3 separate regions of the Mus musculus genome follow, and all the other regions are linked to region 1. A link is a contact called in public ChIA-PET and HiChIP or PLAC-seq data. All regions are on one chromosome and are shown on one strand. The core of a region is the stretch at or near the end of the contact, and the rest is flanking DNA. Distances in the headings are between cores, read along the strand shown. Region 1 holds the start of Atp13a2 (ATPase type 13A2). Region 2 overlaps Padi2 (peptidyl arginine deiminase, type II). Region 3 overlaps Padi2 (peptidyl arginine deiminase, type II).

Evidence for each region. ChIA-PET counts read pairs in DNA pulled down with a chosen protein or histone mark. HiChIP or PLAC-seq counts read pairs in DNA pulled down with a chosen protein or histone mark.
Region 2: a contact with region 1 is called in an RNA polymerase II ChIA-PET map of effector CD8 T cells, with 92 read pairs. The contact joins the enhancer-like site here to the promoter of Atp13a2 in region 1. A contact is called at or near these places in 1 of 484 Hi-C or Micro-C datasets (natural killer cells), 6 of 115 datasets of contacts at active chromatin or transcription factors (the 230-238 cell line, CD8 T cells, effector CD8 T cells and 2 more) and 3 of 9 other capture datasets (adipose tissue, liver and pancreatic islet).
Region 3: a contact with region 1 is called in an H3K4me3 HiChIP or PLAC-seq map of the 230-238 cell line, with 15 read pairs. The contact joins the enhancer-like site here to the promoter of Atp13a2 in region 1. A contact is called at or near these places in 1 of 484 Hi-C or Micro-C datasets (female germline stem cell-derived STRA8 germ cells) and 3 of 115 datasets of contacts at active chromatin or transcription factors (the 230-238 cell line, pancreatic cancer cells and pro-B cells).

The regions. Positions count from the first base shown.
Region 1 is chr4:140,985,574-140,988,273 of GRCm38.p6, reverse strand. It overlaps Atp13a2 (ATPase type 13A2), which reads right to left and starts at 1,353. Exons shown (of 29, transcript NM_029097.3): 1 at 1,198-1,353. The coding sequence starts at 1,207.
Region 2 is chr4:140,944,046-140,946,745 of GRCm38.p6, reverse strand. It overlaps Padi2 (peptidyl arginine deiminase, type II), which reads right to left. Exons shown (of 16, transcript NM_008812.2): 13 at 2,211-2,304; 14 at 1-68. Among named protein-coding and RNA genes, the nearest start is that of Gm13031, 13 kb to the left of the region's middle. Within about 2 kb of position 1,410, at least 144 of the 459 cell types and tissues checked have an H3K27ac peak or open chromatin away from gene starts, as enhancers often do. A contact at or near this core is called in the 230-238 cell line, CD8 T cells, adipose tissue and 2 more, where this site is marked.
Region 3 is chr4:140,924,603-140,927,302 of GRCm38.p6, reverse strand. Padi2 (peptidyl arginine deiminase, type II) reads right to left here. Exons shown (of 16, transcript NM_008812.2): 5 at 1,050-1,167; 6 at 85-210. Among named protein-coding and RNA genes, the nearest start is that of Gm34375, 6.2 kb to the left of the region's middle. Within about 2 kb of position 1,427, at least 40 of the 459 cell types and tissues checked have an H3K27ac peak or open chromatin away from gene starts, as enhancers often do. A contact at or near this core is called in the 230-238 cell line and pro-B cells, where this site is marked.

The sequences.
Region 1 (2,700 bases), core at 104-2,603:
ATCCCCTCAAAGCCACACACACACATACACACACAAACATTTTAAAAACAAATCTTTAAAAGATTAAATAATATAATGCAAAGATTGCACCGGGTGTGGTGGCACATGCCTTTAATCCCAGCACTGGGGAGGCAGAGGCAGGCGGATTTCTGAGTTCGAGGCCAGCCTGGTCTACAAAGTGAGTTCCAGAACAGCCAGGGCTACAGAGAGAAACCCTATCTCAAAAAACAAAACAACAACAACAACAACAACAACAAAATTACAATATAGCTCCAGTAGAGCAAAAGGTCCAGGTTTGACACCCTTCTCAGCACTCAGCCAGAAACCCAAACACAAAGCCCAAGAAAAGGCAGGCCAAGAATGAAAGACCAACATAAAGACACGCATGGCAGAGACGAGGCTTGAGCCCAGTTCCCAGCCCTGGGGCAGCCACACCAGCACCGTAGAGCTGAGGGGTGGGAGTCAAAGCCATTTGGGAACCTCTTATTTCCTGCGGAAGACCCAGCTTCCGGCTGCTAATCTATCAGTGGCCCAGGGCACCAGCATCTACTTCTGGTGGCTCCCCCATGGCCATGAGCTCATGGCTTCCCTCAAGCTGGGAGGGTGTGCGCCTAGGAGGTCTTTATGTAGATTCTAGGTGCTATGCTAGACGCTAGAGACTTTGCTCAAGTGCAGAGTCAGGGGTCTGGTGCATAAGGGGAAGACGTTGTTCTTATCACAAGTTGAATTGTAGCCCCCTATTGTTTTCCATTCCTCACCTAAGACACTGTCGGATGGAAGTTGGGGACTGGGCTAGACAGAGACATGCTAGCACCCGGAGGTTAGCAGACCATCTGCATCTGGTGGGATTTTGGTTTCAGCCTAAGACACTCATTCTGGCATGGGGGGGGGGCATGCAGGATATGGTCCTTGGATGTGGCCACTGGCAAGCTTTCTGTGTAGGTCAGGAGTGCATTTGTGCCTCGGCAGAGAGCTGGCTTCCCTAATCCTGTTCATGTAGCACATATGGGTGCTGCACAGAGGACCCACGGCGGTGCACCGCGTCCATCACTGGGACCTGTCACTCAGGGTCGAATGCATTCAGAGGGGATGGGGAGGGCAGGAACCCCCGGCCCTAGGGTGAGCGCAGCGGCAACCTAAATCTGTCTCTGGGGGCCTGGGGATGAGACCCGAAGGGAGGGCCGGGCCGCCGCTCACCTGCGCTCATTTCGGCTCCTCGCGCTCATCGCCGGCCGCTGTGGCCCGCGGCCTGGGCTCGGCGTGCGAGGCCCCGGGGCACGGTCGGGGGGCGCCGGTTGCGGCGATCCGCGGAGGGGCCGGGCTGGGCAGCACCTGCAAGACGCGACGGCGACTGGAACTGTGCCGCAGTCTGCGGCCGTCAAGCCCCGCCCCTCCACGGCGCCTGCGTCCGTCGCTGCCGCGCGGGCTGCCGGGACTTGTAGTTCCCAGTCTGGCCTCTGTCCGGAGCTCGCTGAGATCTTGATGCTGTGGGCAGCGTGGGTGGAGGCGCGAGTCGGGGGATGGGGAGAGGAGGGAAGAGATGGGAAGCAAGGGAATGTGGACGGGACAGTCCCCAGACAAAAGAGATAGACGGAAAAGGACAGGCTGCGAGACAGGTAGGCAGACATACAGGCAGACAGAGGGCGATGCTGGGAAGACACAAGTGGACCGGCTTGACAGAAAGGGGCGGGGGGGGGGGCACCAGGCAGACAACAGACAAAGAGGTAGAGAGGTGACAGACAAACAAACAGAAAGGAACGTTGGGACACCCCATTGGAACAGCCTCCATATAGAACAACAATAATACAGGAAACAGGCGGACAGACAAACATCAAATAGGCAGGCAGAGTGGGAGGGAGAGGTTGGAAGACACAGGTGGGACAGTCTCCAGACAGAACAGACAAACGGAAAACCGATATGCTGGGAGACAGGACAGACAAAAAGACAGGCACACGGATAGGCTGCTGGCAGACAAACAGGGGGGCCATACTGGGAGACAGAGGTGGAAGAGGAGAAAGTGTCCTGTCCGCGACCACAGCCTCAGGCGCACCCCTCAGCACTGCACCTTACGCGTGCAGGTTCAAGCCTGCCCCTGTCTCTTCCAGGCTGTGTGACTGTAGATGTGTAAGCTAACCTCCCTGGGTCTCCTTTTCTTCAAAACAAAACAAAACAGCACTATTAATTCTAATTGTGTGTGTGTGTGTGTGTGTGTGTGTGTGTGTGTGTGTGTGTGTGTGTGTGTGTGTGGTGGTGGTGGTGGTGCATGTATGCACAATAGCACATCAGAGAACAGTCTTCAAGAGTCAGTCATATTCTTTCTGTGGGTGCCTAGGAATTGACCTTAAGTCCCCAGCAAACACCTTTACCCCCTGAGCCATATTACTGGGTTTGGACCTATTTTTTTTTTTTAAATTTTATTTCTTTTCACGTGCCTTGGTGTTTGACTGCATGCGTGTCTGTGTGAGGGTGTTGGATCCTCTGGAACTGGCGTTACAGGCAGCTATGAGCTGCCATGTGGGTGCTGGGAATTGAACCCAGGATCTTTGGAAGAGCCACTCATGCTCTTTTTTTTTTTTTTTTTTTGGTTTTTCGATACAGGGTTTCTCTGTATCTTCTTGGCTGTCCTGGAACTCACTTTGTAGACCAGGCTGGCCTCGAACTCAGAAATCCACCTGCCTCTGCCTCCCAAGTGCTGGGATT
Region 2 (2,700 bases), core at 161-2,660, 42 kb after region 1:
CTGCGTGAGGCTCTCATTGGACAGGATCTTGTTGATGGTGATGCGCTTGCTGCTCATGCCTCCCAGGCCTGTGGGGGTCAGAGGGTGACAGTAAATCTCAGGTGCCTGCCTGGGTGTCCCATCTGAGCTATTTGCTGGCAGTGGAGGGGGGTGGGGAATGGGGTGGGAGTGAGGTGGGGGGAATGGATGGGGAAGAGGGGTGATCTCCTTCTACCCAGGGAGGCATGTGTGTCCCCCTCTCCAGACCAACCATGTCTCCTAAGCCAGGAATGGGGGTGCAGGCACCTTGTGCTCTCTGGCAGGAGGAGAAGTCACCTGGGTGCCCCCTTTGAATGTTAGCAGCTGACCAGGGTTCAAACACCCCTCCTGTTACTCAGTGCTGGCCCTGGAGAGAGCCTGCCTCTGACTCTAGCTCCATAGCCTGGAGGCTTTAGGTCAGATTAGTGACATCCAAGTGCCTGCAGTCTGTTCTTTGGTCGGAAGCCAGGACCTTGTATACACTAGATAAGTAATCTTTTAAATGCTAGCCGTGCTCCCCAGACAGTCTTCCCCATGTTCCTGTGAGGTAGCTGCTACTGTTAAAGGTGAGGAAGCTGCGTTTCCCTACACAGCAAGTGGCCACACAGGCAGCCGGACCACAAGGCTGTGAGCCTTGTATATTTGATTAACATTATTTTTTCCTTTTAGTTTTTTTTTTCTTATGGGTTGGCTTTGAACCTACAACCTTCAGCCTCCACCTCCCGAGTGCTAAAAGTGTTATATTTTATTTATATATAGCCTGTCAGCTCTCTGCATGGCCCAGACTTGTAGCGTCACAACACCAAAGAGACCAGGGCTGTGGGACCCTGCCCCTGTGCTGCCACCACGCCACAGTCCTCTCCGTGACTCTATGGCATTAATATTTCTAACCATGGTGTGTGGAGGCAGCATTTGAGGCAAGCTTAAGATAGAAAGGAAACTTCTAGAAAGCCAAGCCTTACACCTGCCAACGCAGAAAAAAAAACTTGCCACCAGGAGGCTAGAACAGGATAGCAGTGTTATCTATCTATCTGTCTGTCCATCCATCTATCCATCCATCCATCCATCCATCCATCCATCTATCTATGTTTGTTATTTTAGTTTTATCACAGCCTTGGCTGTCCTGGAACTCACTGTGTAGACCAGGCTGGCCTTGAACTCAGAGATCCACCTGCCTCTGCCTCCCGAGTGCTGTGGTTAAAGGTGTGCACCACCACTGCCCGGCTAGGATGGCAGTCTTACGTGGATCTGTCCTGGACACGGGCAGCATTCCAGTCCCACTCCTTGGACACAGGACAATAGCATAAGCATTACCCAGTGACTATGAGTGTCAGGATACTAAGCTACCATGTGGCAGGAAGTGGTAAGACACAGTGACTGATACATTGTGTCTATTTTACCACAGCAAGAGTGCAGATGTGCTGTGGCATTTCTCACCATGCCGCCTGGCAGGGTTTCCCTCAGCAGAGTCTCTTTCTCATGATTAATTCAGGTACAGAGCTCATCCCTGGGTCTGCCCCACTTAGGAGGGAGACAGAGCCTCACTGGAGGAGACAGAGCCTCATTCCAGACCCAGCAGATGCTATGTCGCTCCACTTAGGAGGGAGACAAAGCCTCACTCCAGACCCGGCAGGGCAGGCGTGATGTCAGCTGAAACCACTTCCCTTCCTGGGCCTCCAGCATCGACACTGTTTCTCTCCCCCCTTTACTGTTCTGGGGGTGGATGGGGTATGGCAGAAGGGATGTGGCTTAGCAGAAGAGTGCATGACCATCTCAGAAGGTCCTGGCTTCCATCCCGCTGTCTTGAAAACCCAAGCTTCTGGGCTCAGATCATGTGGCAGTCATTTGGGTCCTTCCGTCCCTCTCTAGGTCTGGTGCTCTTTCAGATATCAGTTCTGAAGATACACTTTGCCCTTCTCTATTTTGAGACAGGGTTACATGACCCTGGAGTTAGGACCCTTCTGCCTTTGTCTGTGAGTGCTAGGACCGCAGGCAGGCACCACCACACTTGGGTTCTGCAGTGCTGGGGATCGAACCCAGCATTTGGTGCATGCTAGGCAAGCGCTCCATCAACTCTGCATCGCCAGGCAGGCGTGACCTTTGGTTTGGGTTTGGTGGTGCAGCTGGGTGCTCTGGGACAAGGCCCTCTTGAGCTCTGTGGGGCTTCCTGTCAAGGGCTTCTGCTCACTCACCCTTGAACATAACGGCCTCCCCGTGGCCTGCCTTCTGCTTTTCTCGGAAGAGCTGGTAGCAGGCGGAGGTGCTGGCCATGAGCAGCCGAAATTCCTGCAAGAGATGCCACCGTGGGTGGCACATTGTCAGGGGAGGCACTGGGGGACGGGGAGGTAGCCAGAATGCCAGAAGGACCTGAGTCCTGGCTGCCCAGTACTTGGTGCCTTTCATGCTGAGAGTCACTGGCTTCCTAGGAAGTCTGTCTGTCTTAGGACTGGCTGACTGTGTCTCTTCTTGTATCCTGGGCAACATCATCAGATCCAAGTACAGGCCCCAAAGTGGCCTGGGATGGTGGCAGGGAAGGGGTTCTCCAAAAGGATGGGCAGTTTGCAGAGTTTCTGAGATACACAGAGGCGCCCAGTCCTTTCATTCCAAAAAGGACATTCTGCCCCAGAGCCTTCAGCCTTTTCCTGGACTGTTGTAACTGATCAGCCATTATCTGGGTGTGAC
Region 3 (2,700 bases), core at 178-2,677, 61 kb after region 1:
TCACTCTGTGGGCTCCATGGCCCTGGGGAACCTGTATCCAGAGAGAGGGACAGTGGCTGCAAATGCAAAAATTGGATCACTCACTCTCCACGTAGAAGACGCCCACTTTGTCCGAGTCTGACATGGAGATGTAGAGGACTATTTCATACCCGGCGGGCAGGCGGTCAGGGCCTTTGGTGCGCAGGATCATCTGAGACATGTCCTGGAGGTCTGTGGGTAGATAAGGGAGACTAGGAAGAGGATGTTATGGGAGCTGGGCTCACCATGGCTTTTTCAAGGCCCCTCCTTCATGCATGTAACTACCAGAAGCCTAAGGAAAAGGTACTTTCTCTAGCACCAGGGAGAACTGGTCAACCCTTTAGGAATTTCGGGGTTTTTTTCTAGTCTTTTTTTTTTTTTTCTCATACATTGGCCTGGAACTCAGATTTGCCTGACTTATCTATTTGTCATCTGTGTGTGTGTGTGTGTCTGTGTGTGTGTGTGTGTTTGTGTGTGTGTATGTATGTGTGTGTCTGTGTGTGTGTATGTATGTGTGTGTATATGTATGTGTGTGTATGTGTGTATTTGTGTATGTGTGTGTGTGCCTGTGTGTGTGTCTGTGTGTGTATCTGTTTGTGTGTGTGTATGTGTGTGTGTATATGTGTGTGTGTATATGTGTATGTGTATGTATGTGTGTGTCTGTGTGTGTGTATGTATGTGTGTCTGTTTGTGTGTGTGTGTATGTATGTGTGTGTGTATGTGTGTGTAAGAGAGAGAGAGAGAGAGAGAGAGAGAGAGAGAGAGAGAGAGAGAACAGCTTGTGGGAATCTGTTCTTTCTCTTTATCATGTGTGTCTCAGGAATTGAACTCAAATCATCTGGCTTGTTGCCAAATTCCTTTACCCTCTGCACAATCTTGCTGGTCTGTCGAAGTGTAGTTGAATGGCATTTGCAGTCATTTATTTTGAGCATCATCCCCTGTAGGCCCAAGTATACTCCTGCCTCACCCTCTGTCCTGCCCGGGACAGAACAGCACGCTCCCACGGTCCCCCAGTGTGGCCCCACTGGCACCTTGCTTGCTGTAGACCTTTTCGTCACTACAGTCCTCCTTGGGCAACCAGGGTGTGTCTCGGTCACAATTCACCAGCAGGATAGCCCCTTGGCCCTCAGGACCCCAGGTCCAGGATGCCTGCAACAGCAGTGACATGGTCAAGGCCACCCCTGGTTCCGTCATCATGCAACCTCTGTGGGATACTGAGGGACAGACACGGTAAGGAGTACTTCCTACCCTCCAGGACAGCAGCTGGGACCTGGAAGGCTCCATTACCAAATCCAGTACCCAGAAAGGACCCACATTCAAGAGCACAGAGAGACAGGAAGGCTGAACGGGGCGTGTGGGCCTCAGCTCTGGTGTGAGATGACCGTGTCTGGCAGAGATGGTGGCAGGAAGTGACATTCTAAGACAGGCTTGAGGTGACTGATTCCAGACACGCTCTGAGTGCTCCCGAGGGGGCCGGCACCTTGCTCTGCTTTCTCTCCTGCAGTCACAGTGCCCAGAGCAGCCTCCAGCTGGATCATGCCGTTTCCCTGTGTGAAGCCCTCACTGTTAGCTCAGATAAAGCCTGGATTCTCAGATCTTCTGTAAGGCTGGTGAGACACAAGGCTGCGGAGACCCACGGCCTCGGCATCTGGGCTCTTCCACACACTATGCTCTACCCACATGGATGCCCGTCTGCACCCCAGAGACTCCCAGACCTTTGCCACAATGGTCCCTCTTTCTGCATCAGCTCCACTTGGCCCTCCCTGAAGGTGCCTTTCCGATCTCCAGGACAAGTGCCCAGGAGAAGGACTCTTCCTTGAACTTTGGTCTCTCTAGGTTTTTGTTATCCTCTGGGACTGACCTGGTCCTACAATCCAAGAGATAAATTTGTTCGTGTTTTGAGACAGGGTCTCACACAGTTGGCCTCTAACTCACCATATAGCAGAGGAGGGCCTTGAACTCCCGATCTTCCTTCCTCTACCTCCTGAGATCTGGGATTCCTAGCATGCACAACCACTACTAGCTACTAGAAAGGGTGTTCACAAGGTGGGCAAAGACACTGATGAAAACTTCACTGGTCCAGGTATGAACATTCTCGTTAAGGGACTGGACGCCTTTTCGTTGATTGCTTAGCTCCAGGTCAATGCCAGGGAACAGACTCGGGGTTTCCTGCATTGAAGACAGGTCCTCTGTCAACTGAGCTACATCTCCAGCCTCCGGAGCAGTTTGGTCAGGATTATCAAGACCTACAATCTGTCTTTAAGAGATTTCTCTATAACACCCCTCCCCACACCCCCAGTAAAGACAGGGTTTGCTTAGGTTGGCCATGAACAACCAATCCTCTTGTCTCTGCCTCCTGAGCACTGACAGGTAAGAGCCACCTCTGCCGGTTTTAATTTTAATTTATAGTTATCTGTTTTCTTGAGACAGGGTCTCACTCGATAGCCTCAGCTGGCCTAGAGTTCGTTACTTAGACCAGGTCTGTCTCTGCCTGCTGAGTGCTGGGATTAAAGTTGTGTGCTAACACCACCCTCGATGACTTTAAATTTAAAAGAGGCACAGGGGGAAACAAATGGCTTTCCTGGGCAGCCTCTGTCTCAGGAACATCCATTCTTCCATCAGCGCTGTGGCACATGCTAGGGAAACAGTTCCCACAGGGAGCCTGGCCTGCCTGGGGCCCAT